Linked DNA regions of Ovis aries: region 2 is linked to region 1. Evidence: chromatin contacts called from public Hi-C data. All regions are on one chromosome and are shown on one strand. Each heading gives the region's core, a stretch centred on a gene start, on an enhancer-like site or on the middle of the called end of the contact. The rest is flanking DNA. Distances are from core to core; before and after follow the strand shown.

Region 1 (6,081 bases), core at 2,185-4,684:
TCTAATTAAGTTTATTCCCAGTGGTAACTATCCATATGTATGGGAATAGCCAAAAGCAGGCATGTTTCACAAGCCTTTTCTTGTAGGGCACATTCGGTATCAGAATAGCCCTTACAGACAAGGAATGACACAGTTTCATCTCTGAACTGGTAGAGACTACATGGAGTACTCAAACAAGGATTCCGAGGCTATCGGGGCTTCGCAAGAAGCTGTGCCGGGCTAGAGAGGTGAGCGGTGTCTGAAATGGAGGATGATTCAGTAGTCATAGTGGCGAAGGGAACATATGACTCATGGCTAATGTGTCTGAGGAACTGAATATTTTATTCATTTTAATTAAAGTTACACGTCTGGTGGCTATTGTAACAGACAGTACTGATCTAAACTCTGTTCTGCCTCATACTGCCTTGAGTCCTAGTAATCATGCCGGGGGGAAGGAGGTGAGAGTGAGTGGGGAATCCTGAGAGTCCCAACCAAGAGCACAGCTTCTAGAGTATGATGTGAAAAGGGAATAGTTTCTTTGTCCCCTAGCAAGCCAGGGGTTTAAAGGAGCTTGGTTTTCTACTTCTCCCCTAGCCTAGGACTTTTCGTTCAACTAGTGTGAGAAATGCTATGGCTAGAAGAATGGGGACGATTAATATTAGAATATTAACTATGAACATTTTGTTAAGGTGCAAAGCTCAGGGCAAAGAGCTGCAAGGAACCTGCCCCAAATAGGACTATTTCTCTATAAACCTTGGAACTACTTGGCCTTCATGTACTCAGCATTCAACAACTATAATCTTTTAGCTGACATCAGTAATGTCCCCTCTGGAACTTGTTCCACAGTCAGCACCCACCGCTGAATTTTGTGGACGGACTAAACTGAAAACTAACCAAGAGTTCAAAAATAGAAGTCACTTACTGTTGCTGCTTCTTCCAGGGCCCGCTTGTTTCCTCCAAGGGCTTTGAAAAGAACAATTTGCTTGGTTACTAGGTTATAATAATTTAATTAACAAACTGTCTTCCCTAATATGACCACTTCCCTTACACTGGACCAGATTAAGTCCTTAGTCCAACATTCAGGAGCCTCTACAACCTAGTCTCATCTTTCTCCAAGCTTGACTGTTCCCTTCATGACCTACTACAAGTCCCACTACACCAAAGTGACTGTTATTTCCCAAAGGTGCCACTGTCTCATGACTCAGGGCTCTGATAGTTATTTCTCCTGCCTGAAATAATCCCCTGCACTCTACAAAGTTGGAATTCATCTTTCAAAACCCAGCTCAAACCCCAAACTCTGCTTATTTTTCTCTCACAGCAGATTGCTGCAGTGTATCGAGTTAGTTGCTCACTATCATCATATGCAGCAACTGCTCAAAGCTGTAGAAGCGCCCAACCCTGCCTTGAACTGAACTCAAGGACAAAAATAATATCCACAGCTTCTGGTAAAAAATATGTCATCAGTATATATGATGTAAATGTGTACTGAATGAAGAGATCTTCGCAAGATTTAGATGTAGAATAAAAACTTAGGTTAGAGTCCTCCTGCTGGAAGTGCTGGTAGTATCCTGTATAACAGTTAAAAACTCAGACTTTGGAACCAGAATGCCTACATTCAAATATGTCACTAATTGGCTTACGAGACTTTAAGCAAACAATCTCTGTGCTTTAATCTTGTCATCTACAAAGCAGGAATAAAATCAACAACTAATATGTTTGTTATGAGGATGAAATCAGTTAATATATGGAAAACACTTGGTTTTTCAGTTAACATTGGAAAACACAATGCCTGTCTGGCATAGAAAGCACTATATAAATGTGCTTATTGACCACTACTTTACTCTTTTGTAGTACTTATAATTTTAAATATATAATCATGTCCAAATTTTTAGAACAAGTCTTCTCTACTAACTTGTAAGTTCCTGGAGGCAAGGATAACGTCTGTTTTATTTCCCAATGCATCTTCAGCACCCAATATTGTGACTAACACATGCTCAATGAATATTTACAGAAATGCACAAATAGATTAATAAATAAAAGAGAAACTCCAAAAGGATCATTAAATGACATCTATGTGAGCAGAACGTGCATTTCTATCCAGGTAGCAGGCTACCTAGTGGGTAATTAATCATAAGAAAATAGTAAAAGGGTAACCCAGCAAAAGGACAGCCTCTTGCATTTCTTTGGACGTTTAACCAGGGGGTAGGGTAGGGAACAGGGTGGGGTTTTCCTCTGACCAGGAAAACTCTTCGAGTCCTTGCACTTTGCAATTTGTTTGCTCGTGTATAAATTGGTGATTTCCATAAGCTAAAGAAAGAGCTGGTTGGAGTTATCCTTCCATCTGTGCTCTGGTAACAATCTATTCATTCATTCACTTTTAAATGGTTAGATAAAACACCACCCCCCTCAAAAAAAGAGTATTTCATGACACATGGAATCTGAAATCTGTCAAATTCACATTTCAGTGTTTCCATAAATAGATTTCTGTTGGAAAACAGCTATGCCCATTCATTACAGCTGTTTTTGAACTATAACAGCATGAGTAGTTTGGACAGAGAACCTTCTGGCCTACAAAGCCTAAAATACTTATTATCTCCTCCTTTAGAGAAAATATTTGCCTGCCTGCAGAGGAAGATGAGGGAAAGTGCTAAGAAGAAAAGCAGGGAGGTGAGACGGATCGGGGAGGAGTAGGCCTGCAATTTCCTTCTAAGACCTCATTGAGAAGATAAAAGCTGCCATGGTAACCACAGAAGGGCTCCAGGCCGAGGCCTGGGGAAAGACCAGGAGCTCTTACCGAAGTATTCGAGCCAGTTCATTTCGCGCAGCGCCTTGGGGAGTCGCAGGATCTCAATGTTGTACAGGTTATCCAACTCTTTGAGGAGGTTCTGCCTGTCTGACTGAATTTGCTTGGATCGCATTTGCACTGCGAGAGGGCAGAGAGGACACGGCACGGGTCACCCCGCGGGGAAAAGGTTCCCGGAATCCCTGCTGCCCGCGTCCCAGTCCTCCAGCACCCCGCGATTGCCCCCAAGTGACCGCGACCACCCGGGCTCCGCCCCTCACCTTCACGGTCGAAGTCCTTAAGAAAGGAGGCGAGCTTTCGGTTCCGCAGCACATTGGTCTTAGCCACCCGACTGCCGCCCTTCCTAGACGGAGCCATGGCCCTTCGATGGAGGCTGCGGGGAGCTAGGGGCGGAGGCACAAGGCGTCAGCGGCGGAGATGGTGAAGGAGAGGGGGCCGCAAGGGGGCGAGGGAGGGTGGAGGGCCCCCCTGGGGGTTTGAATTGGGGACCCCTGCCCTTCCGGGCCCGAGGAATAAAGGATTCGCGAGGCACCCACCTGCAGGTTCTGAAACCCGGGCTGAGGAAAAACCCGGCTGCTTCAGCCGAGAAGGAGCCGCTCCGGGACGAAAGCGACGTGAGACCGCCGCCACCAAATTCAAACTGCCAAAGGCTGGCCAATAAAAAGCCGCCGTCTTAGGAGGGTTTCACAACAGCCAATCACAGAGAAGCTTCGCAATTGGGCAGCCAGTCCACACGTAAACTACAGCACCCAGAAGGCATTGCGGTCCGACCGCATCTTTTTCGCGACTCTGTAACCACGTCTGGGCATGCGCAGAGACACAGCGGAGGTGTGCGGAGTCTTGGAATTTCCTTAAAGTGTTATTGCTTTAGTTTTGTTTTCCCGCTGGTTTAGAAGAGCGGCCGGAAACCTCAAGTAGAGGAGATAAGATTCTGGCTCCGGAAGCACGGATCGGCCCAGTGAACCTTCAGTCTGAAACTGCCCTAAGCCAAGGGGTAGGTTGAGCCTCTCTGAAGGTAAGACTCGCGCTAGAAACACCTGTCGGGAGGGATGGACGGCCCTACATGAGCAAACTTTGTTTAGCTGGACCTCTCTGAGAACGGAAATAACTCCCACCCTTGACTCGGCCCTTTGCCTGTCGACTTGGGACCCTAATGATATTTGTTTTTTCCTGGGTTTTGTTTTTGTTTTCACCCCTACAATAGAAGATGACTGAAGATCAGCCTTTGCTTGCCGTGCAGGAGGCCCTGAGGAAGTGCTTTCCTGTGGTGGACGAGCAGCAGGGCCTGTGGCAGAGTGCTCTGAGAGACTGCCCGCCCCTCCTGGCCTCCCTCAGCAACCTGGCAGAGCAGCTGCAAGCCACACAGAACCTGCGATTTGAGGATGTGCCCTCACTTCGGGCCTTCCCAGACCTAAAGGAGCGGCTGAGGCGCAAGCAGCTGGCGGCTGGTGACACTATCCTGGACAAGCTAGGAGAGAGGCTGTAAGAGGCACAGTGGCGCTCTTTCTTGGCCTAGAGATGTTAAAACTGGGTATTTAATAATCTAGGATCAGTGAGAAAGGGGGTTTTTCTCCTTAAGAGAATGGTATTTGGGGATGTGACAGCCTTACCCCCTTTCCATCTGTTGCAGTGGGACCTCTCTCTGTCAAAAAACCATTTTCTGGCATTTCCCTTATCAGCTAGGCATGACAGTGGTGGACTTAGTAAAAGTTACCAAAGCAGAACAGAAAAGCAATGGAGAAAGCTCATTGACCCTCCACTGTAGTTTTCCTTAGGTAGAAAGCAGCAGGAGTTACACTGTAAACTTAGTAGGTGCCAGCAGCAAGGATTTTACATACATTATCTCATAAAATCTTTTCAACAACTGTGACTTAACCTCACTTAATCCCATTTTTCAAGTGAGGAAACTGAGGCTCACGCAAATTGCCTGTGCTCAGGCAGTTAGTAAATAGTAAAGCTGGGATGCTCATCCGAGTGCCTCTGGCACTGGGGCCAGAAGCTCCTAACCACCGCTTTGTTCTGCTGTACATTGGTGTCTGAGCGAGGAGAAGCACCAATGTTAGGCCTTCGATCTTAGAATTACAGGTAATTGGGGATAGAGAAGAGAGAAGGCACATATGGCCTTCCCTTAACCAGGATGAAAGAAGGTTCTAGTGTGTAGGGTTTGCCATAGACTGATAGGAAACTCAAAGATGGGGGCCTTCTTTGTATTTATCTGTACTAAAAACATTAAGAACCCATGGGATGCAAAACACAGGTGCTAGGAATACAATGGAGAAGGCAATGGCACCCGACTCCAGTACTGTTGCCTGGAAAATCCCATGGATGGAAGAGCCTGGTAGGCTGCGATCCATGGGGTCTCAAAGAGTCGGACATGACTGAGTGACTTCACTTTCACTTTTCACTTTCATGCATTGGAGAAGGAAATGGCAACCCACTCCAGTGTTCTTGCCTGGAGAATCCCAGGGACAGGGGAGCCTGGTGGGCTGCCGTCTATGGGGTCGCACAGAGTTGGATACGACTGAAGCGACTTAGCAGCAGCAGCAGCAGCAGCAGCAGCAGGAATACAATAGTAAGGCCGACTTAGTTCCTAAGTTGAGTAAAAGAGTCAGTTAAGTTAGGTCATTATACATTCTAAGGTAGCGAACTTTTATTTCAGTTGATTACATGTTTTTATGTGGGTATTGGGCTGTTATTTTTAGCCTAGTTTTTATTGTGAGTCACAGTCAAACTTGAAAGCTGCAGTTCTAGGCTAGGGAGTTCCTTGCCCTTTGGGAAGTTGTAGCCTTCGTCTTATGGCTAGACCTCTTGGAGTCACTAATGGAATAATAACTTTTAAAATAATTATATAATAATTTTTAAAATAATCATGTAAAAATAATAAAATTTGCCATAAGCTAGGTACTTCCCTAATGGCTTAATATGCATTATTGTATTTACTCTTCACAACAGTCCTTTTCATTCACTGGACAAATGTTTGTTGCTTTGTCGGCCAGTCTCAGTGTTTTAGGTACTTAGGATGCACAGTGAACAAAAGAGACTTGTTTTTGTTCGTGATTGAGAATAAGTAACTTTCCTGAGATCGACAATAATCTGTGTGCGTCAAGAGCTCAAATTTTACCCATTCAGGAATTCACGAGGGTGGGGCACGATATAGCATGAGCGCAAGACTGCTCTATTGCTGTAGTTTCCTCTTGCTAATTCCTTTCACATATGTGGCCTTAGACTATGTGTGAACATTTCCTCTCCTTTATGGGAGTCCCAGAAAGCCTGCTTGGTCTTTACTATCTTTGGCAGCT
Region 2 (5,394 bases), core at 666-3,165, 200 kb before region 1:
CCCAAAGGAGGAAAGCCTTGCCCAGTGGCCAGTGAATCAGGGGAAAGGGCTGGAGAATACCGAAGTGCAGGCTCGGGCTGTCGTGAGTGCTGAGCGGGGACCCCCTCCCTTGCTGTCTCTCCTCCTGAGGAGAGAGGATGGGGCCTCAGCACAGACACTGCGTATGACACACAGTCACACCCCTGACAACACGTGTTAGCCTCCCTTTTCCTCACACAGCCCTGTGAGGCAGGCAGGACGGCTGGTCACACACCCCTGCTGAGGCTAAGGGAGGAAATGGGGCCGTGGGTGGCAGTGTCCTCCCGTCACACACCCCTGCTGAGGCTAAGGAAGGAAATGTGGCCGTGGGTGGCAGTGTCCGTGGCATGGAAGTTGGAGTCACACGTTTCAGTTGTGAGACCTTGGTCAGGACGCTTAACCTCTCTGAGTCTCAGTTTCTCCACCTGGAAAATGGGGGTATGCGGTTCTTCATAGTGTTGTTCTCTCTGAAGCTAGGACAGGATAGGTACCTGGGGAGGAAGTGTTCCAGTAGAGGCCAGTGTTGGCCTGCGTGGAAGTGCGAGGAGCTGAGGATGAAACTGAGAAAACGTTTTCCCTTAAAGTGACCATCTTCCTTCCAGGGCCTGGATAAGGAACTCTGGCCGCTCGAGGGCTGAGGATGTCGAGGGGAGTCCTTAGGAAAAGCTTTCCAGAATAGGGAGCCGAGGGTACCACAGGACTTAAGGAGTTAACGGGCAGGGGGGGGGAGCCCCCCCAACCCCCACATTGGCACAGCATGCTGGGACTTGCAGGCTGGCTGACCATCGTGTGGCATAGGGGCTGCTGGGAAATGTAGTCATTGACCGGGTCCCGGCCGAGGTTCCGCACACCCAGCAGCGGTGACAGCTCAGGAGGTAGGCAGCAATAACAGGGGGCCAGGAGTGAGTGCGGAGCGGGGAAGCCAGGGCAGGGCTGGGCAGGAGGGACTGGGCAAGCTGAGGGCTGGGTACCCTGTCCTGAGGCTGTCAGAACTGGACACCCGTAGCCTTTGGCTGATGCAATGTGGCCTGCTGGGCTGGGGGAGGGCCAAGGAGTAACGGGACACTTGCCCATCTCCAAGGCAAGAGGGACAGGACTGGAGTCCTGGTCCAGAATGAGACACTCCCTTCCCAAGATACATGCAGATACACCCCTGACACCTCCCAGACAGCTATTAGCAGAACTAACACTGCTCCCCCAAAAGGGAGGCAGAGCCCCCATCCCTGAGCAATTAAGACCATATCCTCCTCTCCGGTAATGGGACAGGGCACCGCACGGCCAGCAAGTAGACTGGATCCCACTAAGGAGCGACTGGATGCCCTTCAGGACAGAGGGTGGCATAGCAAATTGTACCTCCCATCAGAGGCAAAGGATGGCAAAGGGGGAGGAGGAGGGAGACGATGGGGCCTCCTCCACCTTCTCCCAGCAGAGCCCCGCCTCCCTGCCAGCGGTCCTCAGAGGCAACTCCATCACATCCTGGGTGACGTGTTGACATAAAGGGCCTCCCTTCTGCCCTTCCCCAGGGTGTGCAGGGGCCGGCATGGACCAGTCTGTGGCCATCCAGGAGACCCTGGCTGATGGGGACTATTGCGTCATCATATCCTTCCCTGCAGCCTGCAGCTCCCAGCCCCAGGGCCTCCCTGCCTGGGCTTGGGAAGTGGAATGGCAGGTGTCTACGTGTCTCTCTGGTTGCCTCCCTCTCTCTGTGCCATGGGGGGAGGGGGGACCCGGGGGTGGAGGGAAGGAAACCAGTACTTACTAAGTACTCAGTTCTGGACTCTCTGCCTTATGCTTTAAATACTCAGTTATCCTCCCACCCCCTGTGAAGTTGGGGGTTGATATCCCTATTTCACAGATGAGAAAGTGTCAGAGAGGTGAAGGGACCTGCCCAGGGTCACACAGTAAACCCGCATGGGTGAGGGCAGAGCAAGCCAGGGCAAGTCTGGTGGGGCGGGCCGGGTTGGGCAAGGCCTGGATGCAGGCTTCCTTTCCCTTTGCCTTGACCCTGAGCGGCAGGCGGTGCAAGGTGTGCTGTGCGAGGGCGACAGCAGGCAGAGCCGCCTCCTGGGACTCGTGCGCTGCTGTCCGGAGCGAGGTGGCCAGGAACACGCGTAAGTGATGGAATTGGGCCTTGCCTGTTTGGGTTTATTGTTTCCATCGTCCCTCCAGCTGGATTTCACACCTTCTAGAACAGAGTCTGAGGCTTCTAGAATAATTATAATAATGATGGTTAATAGTTTCTGAACACTATATGCCCAGCCCTATGTATTAATAGCTCATATAGTCCTCAAAATCTGATGAGAAACCCCATGGCCTAACTGTCTTGGATTCCAACCTAGGCTTTGTTACATCTTGAGCAAACCTCAATGTGTCCAAACTAAAGATTAAAATGAGTTTCTGCATATAAAGTAGTTAAAATGCTGTGAAGCACTTTAAAAGGGCTGCATAAATGTTGCTAGTAACACCCACCCACCCACCTTGCTCTAGAAACAGAGCAAGAATAATGATCAAAGTTCTCACAGCTGAAAAATGACCCTCAGGGTCTCAGATCTGGGAAGGAGGAGCCTTAGACATTTTTGAACCCATCACTCTTCCTTTACAGATGGAAAAACTGAGGTTCAGGGAGGGAGAGGAGGAGGTGAGGATTGCCCTGTTCTTGTCACACACAGTCCTAGAATGCACAAGGGGGAGATTATGCATGGGTTTTACTAACAAAGCGGGGTTAGTCCCCAAAGTGAGGCAAGTCCAGCCTTGATGACCCATCAGTCTCTGATGGGCACCATTGTGCAGAGAGGCACGAGCACACCCCCCAGGGACCAAGGAGGGAATGCGAGCCGAGCACCCTGAGGCTTCCACGGTGGACTGAGGAATGGCCGCGTGCACCCTGGCCTTACGATGCTTCCTGCCCTCAGTCTCTTCCTGTATACGCACCGGAGGATGGCCATTACCGGGGACGATGTCTCCTTGGACCAGATCGTGCCAGTCTCTCGGGATTTCACACTGGAAGAAGGTGCCACAGTGGGCGGGATGGGATGATCCCTCTCCTCAGGGCTCCCAGGTCATTTCTGCCCTTATTGGGGGTGGGGTGGTAGGAGCAAGGATGATGCTCAATGGCTAAGGGCCTTTTCCTTTCCCTCCCTGCAGTGTCCCCGGATGGTGAGCTCTACATTCTTGGTGAGTGGTCCTTTCAGTCTGAGTTGGGTCCTTGAGCACAGGATCTGCAGAGAGAGGAGTGGGGTGAAGAGTACCCTCTGATCACCTCACTGTGGCACACAAGACCCTGTTGGATTAGCCCCGCTCATCAATCCAGTCACTCTCTTTCCTACTTGCTGAACTTGGAACCCTCTGCCTTTCCAAGCACCTCACACGTGACAAGTTTTCACCACAGAGCCCCTGCCCACGCAGCTCCCTCTTCCTCAAAGCCCTCACTCCTTCAGGGCTTCACTGCACACTCAGTTTCCCCAGAAAGCCTTTGTTGAGCTCCTGAGATTGTCTGTATCCTGAAAGTGTTTGTACCTCACACACATTCCTTTTTCTCATCCTTGCCACCTCTCTGTCATTCACAGTGATTTAATTGCTTATGTTCTGTGCCAAGTCACTTCAGTCATGTTGGACTCTTTACTATGTAGCCTGCCAGGCTCCTCTGTCCATAGGATTCTCCAGGCAAGAATACTGGAGTGGGTTGCCATGCCCTCCTCCAGGGGATCTTCCTGACCCAGGGATCAAACCTGTGCCACTTAAGTCTCCTGCATTGGCAGACGGGTTCTTTACCACTAGCGCCACCTGGGAAGCCCCTAATTATCTAGTGACCTGTTTAATATCTATCTTCTTTGCTAGACTGTCTAGTTCAGTTCAGTTGCTCAGTCATGTCCAACTTTTTGCTACCCCATGGACTGCAGCACGCCAGGCTTCCCTGTCCATCACCAACTCCTGGAGCTTGCTCAAACTCACATCCGTCAGGTTGGTGATGCCATCCAACCATTTCATCCTCTGTTGTCCCCTTCTCCTGCCTTCAATTTTTCCCAGCCTCAAAGCCTTTTCCAGTGAGATAGTCCTTTGTATCAGGTAGCCAATATATTGAAGCTTCAGTTTCAGCATCTGTCCTTCCAGTGAACACCCAGGACTGATTTCCTTTAGGGTGGACTGGTTGAATCTCCTTGCAGTCCAAGGGACTCTCAAGAGTCTTCTCCAACACCACAGTTCAAAGGCATCAATTCTTCAGCACTCAACTTTCTTTATGGTCCAACTCTCACATCCAAACATGACTACTGAAAAAAACCACAGCTTTGACTAGATGGACCTTTGTCAGCAAAGCAGTGTCTGCTTTTTAATATGCTACCTAGGTTGGTCATAGCTTTTCTCCCAAGGAGCAAGCATCTTTTAATTTCATGGCTGTAGTCACCATATGCAGTGGTTTTGGAGCCCAAGAAAATAGTCTCTCACTGTTCCCATTGTTTCCCCATCTACTTGCCATGAAGTGATGACTGGATCCCATGATCTTAGTAGTTTTAAGTCAGCTCTTTCACACTTCTCTTTCACTTTCATCAAGAGGCTCTTTAGTTCCTCTTCGCTTTTTTTTTTTTTTTGCTGGACTATAGTCACAGTAGTGAAGTAGTAGTTGTTATAAAAATATTGATAATAGGAATGAATATTTGGTCAAAGATGATCTTGGCCAGGTACTGTGCTAAGAGCTTTACACACATCAGGTGCTGCTTTCCTCACAATTCTGTGAGGTCATCACTGCTTTCATTCCTATTTTATGGATGAGGTAATGGAGACCCAGAGAAATTAAGTAATTCAGTAAGTGGTGGGACCAGGATTCAAACTCAGACTACAGACCCTGGAGCCCACGCTCTTGATCAGTCTGCTACATTGCTCCTACTTATTCACTAGCTCAGCACATGTTTTGGGTACTCAGGTTACACTGTAAGCCAGATACCGTCCACAGGCTGATCTCTTCAGCATGGTATTCCCAGTGCCTAGCACGTCCCGGCACAGCCGGGGAGACTGACTGCCAGACATCCCCTCTGCCCACCTCTGTGTGCTTTTCACTCCGCTTGGGTGGGGGAGGGGTGGGAGGGGGAGCGGGTAGACTATAGTTAGGGAACTTGGTCTCTTCTGTCTCCATCCAGGAGGCTATGGCAAGGCTTAGTGGCTTTTCAGAGCCTAGGTCCACCCCCTCTTGTAGACTGAGGGCGATGTTAATTTGGAGCTGGGGGTACAAGGCTCCCTATTGTCCCAGCAACAGTCATTAAGTTGACCTGTAAGTCAATTGCTTAAGGGTCAAAAGGGCTTTGGGAGCTTGCGCTGCTGACACTCCATTCTGGGGGCTCCGGCTTGAAGATGCACCTTAGCATCTCAGAGGCCAAGAGCTCA

The links. Hi-C and Micro-C count contacts between places; a contact is called where the count stands out from the background.
Region 2: a contact with region 1 is called in a Hi-C map of liver, with 2.0 times the contacts expected there. The contact joins the promoter of INPP5B here to the promoter of CDCA8 in region 1.

Annotation. Positions count from the first base shown.
Region 1 is chr1:12,499,730-12,505,810 of ARS-UI_Ramb_v3.0, reverse strand. CDCA8 (cell division cycle associated 8) reads right to left here and starts at 3,434. Exons shown (of 10, transcript XM_060399406.1): 1 at 3,319-3,434; 2 at 3,043-3,165; 3 at 2,774-2,902; 4 at 902-942. The coding sequence starts at 3,139. AIRIM (AFG2 interacting ribosome maturation factor) reads left to right here and starts at 3,590. Exons shown (of 6, transcript XR_009596529.1): 1 at 3,590-3,797; 2 at 3,987-4,264.
Region 2 is chr1:12,698,221-12,703,614 of ARS-UI_Ramb_v3.0, reverse strand. It overlaps INPP5B (inositol polyphosphate-5-phosphatase B), which reads left to right and starts at 1,915. Exons shown (of 23, transcript XM_015091873.4): 1 at 1,915-2,129; 2 at 2,931-3,028; 3 at 3,163-3,192. The coding sequence starts at 1,930.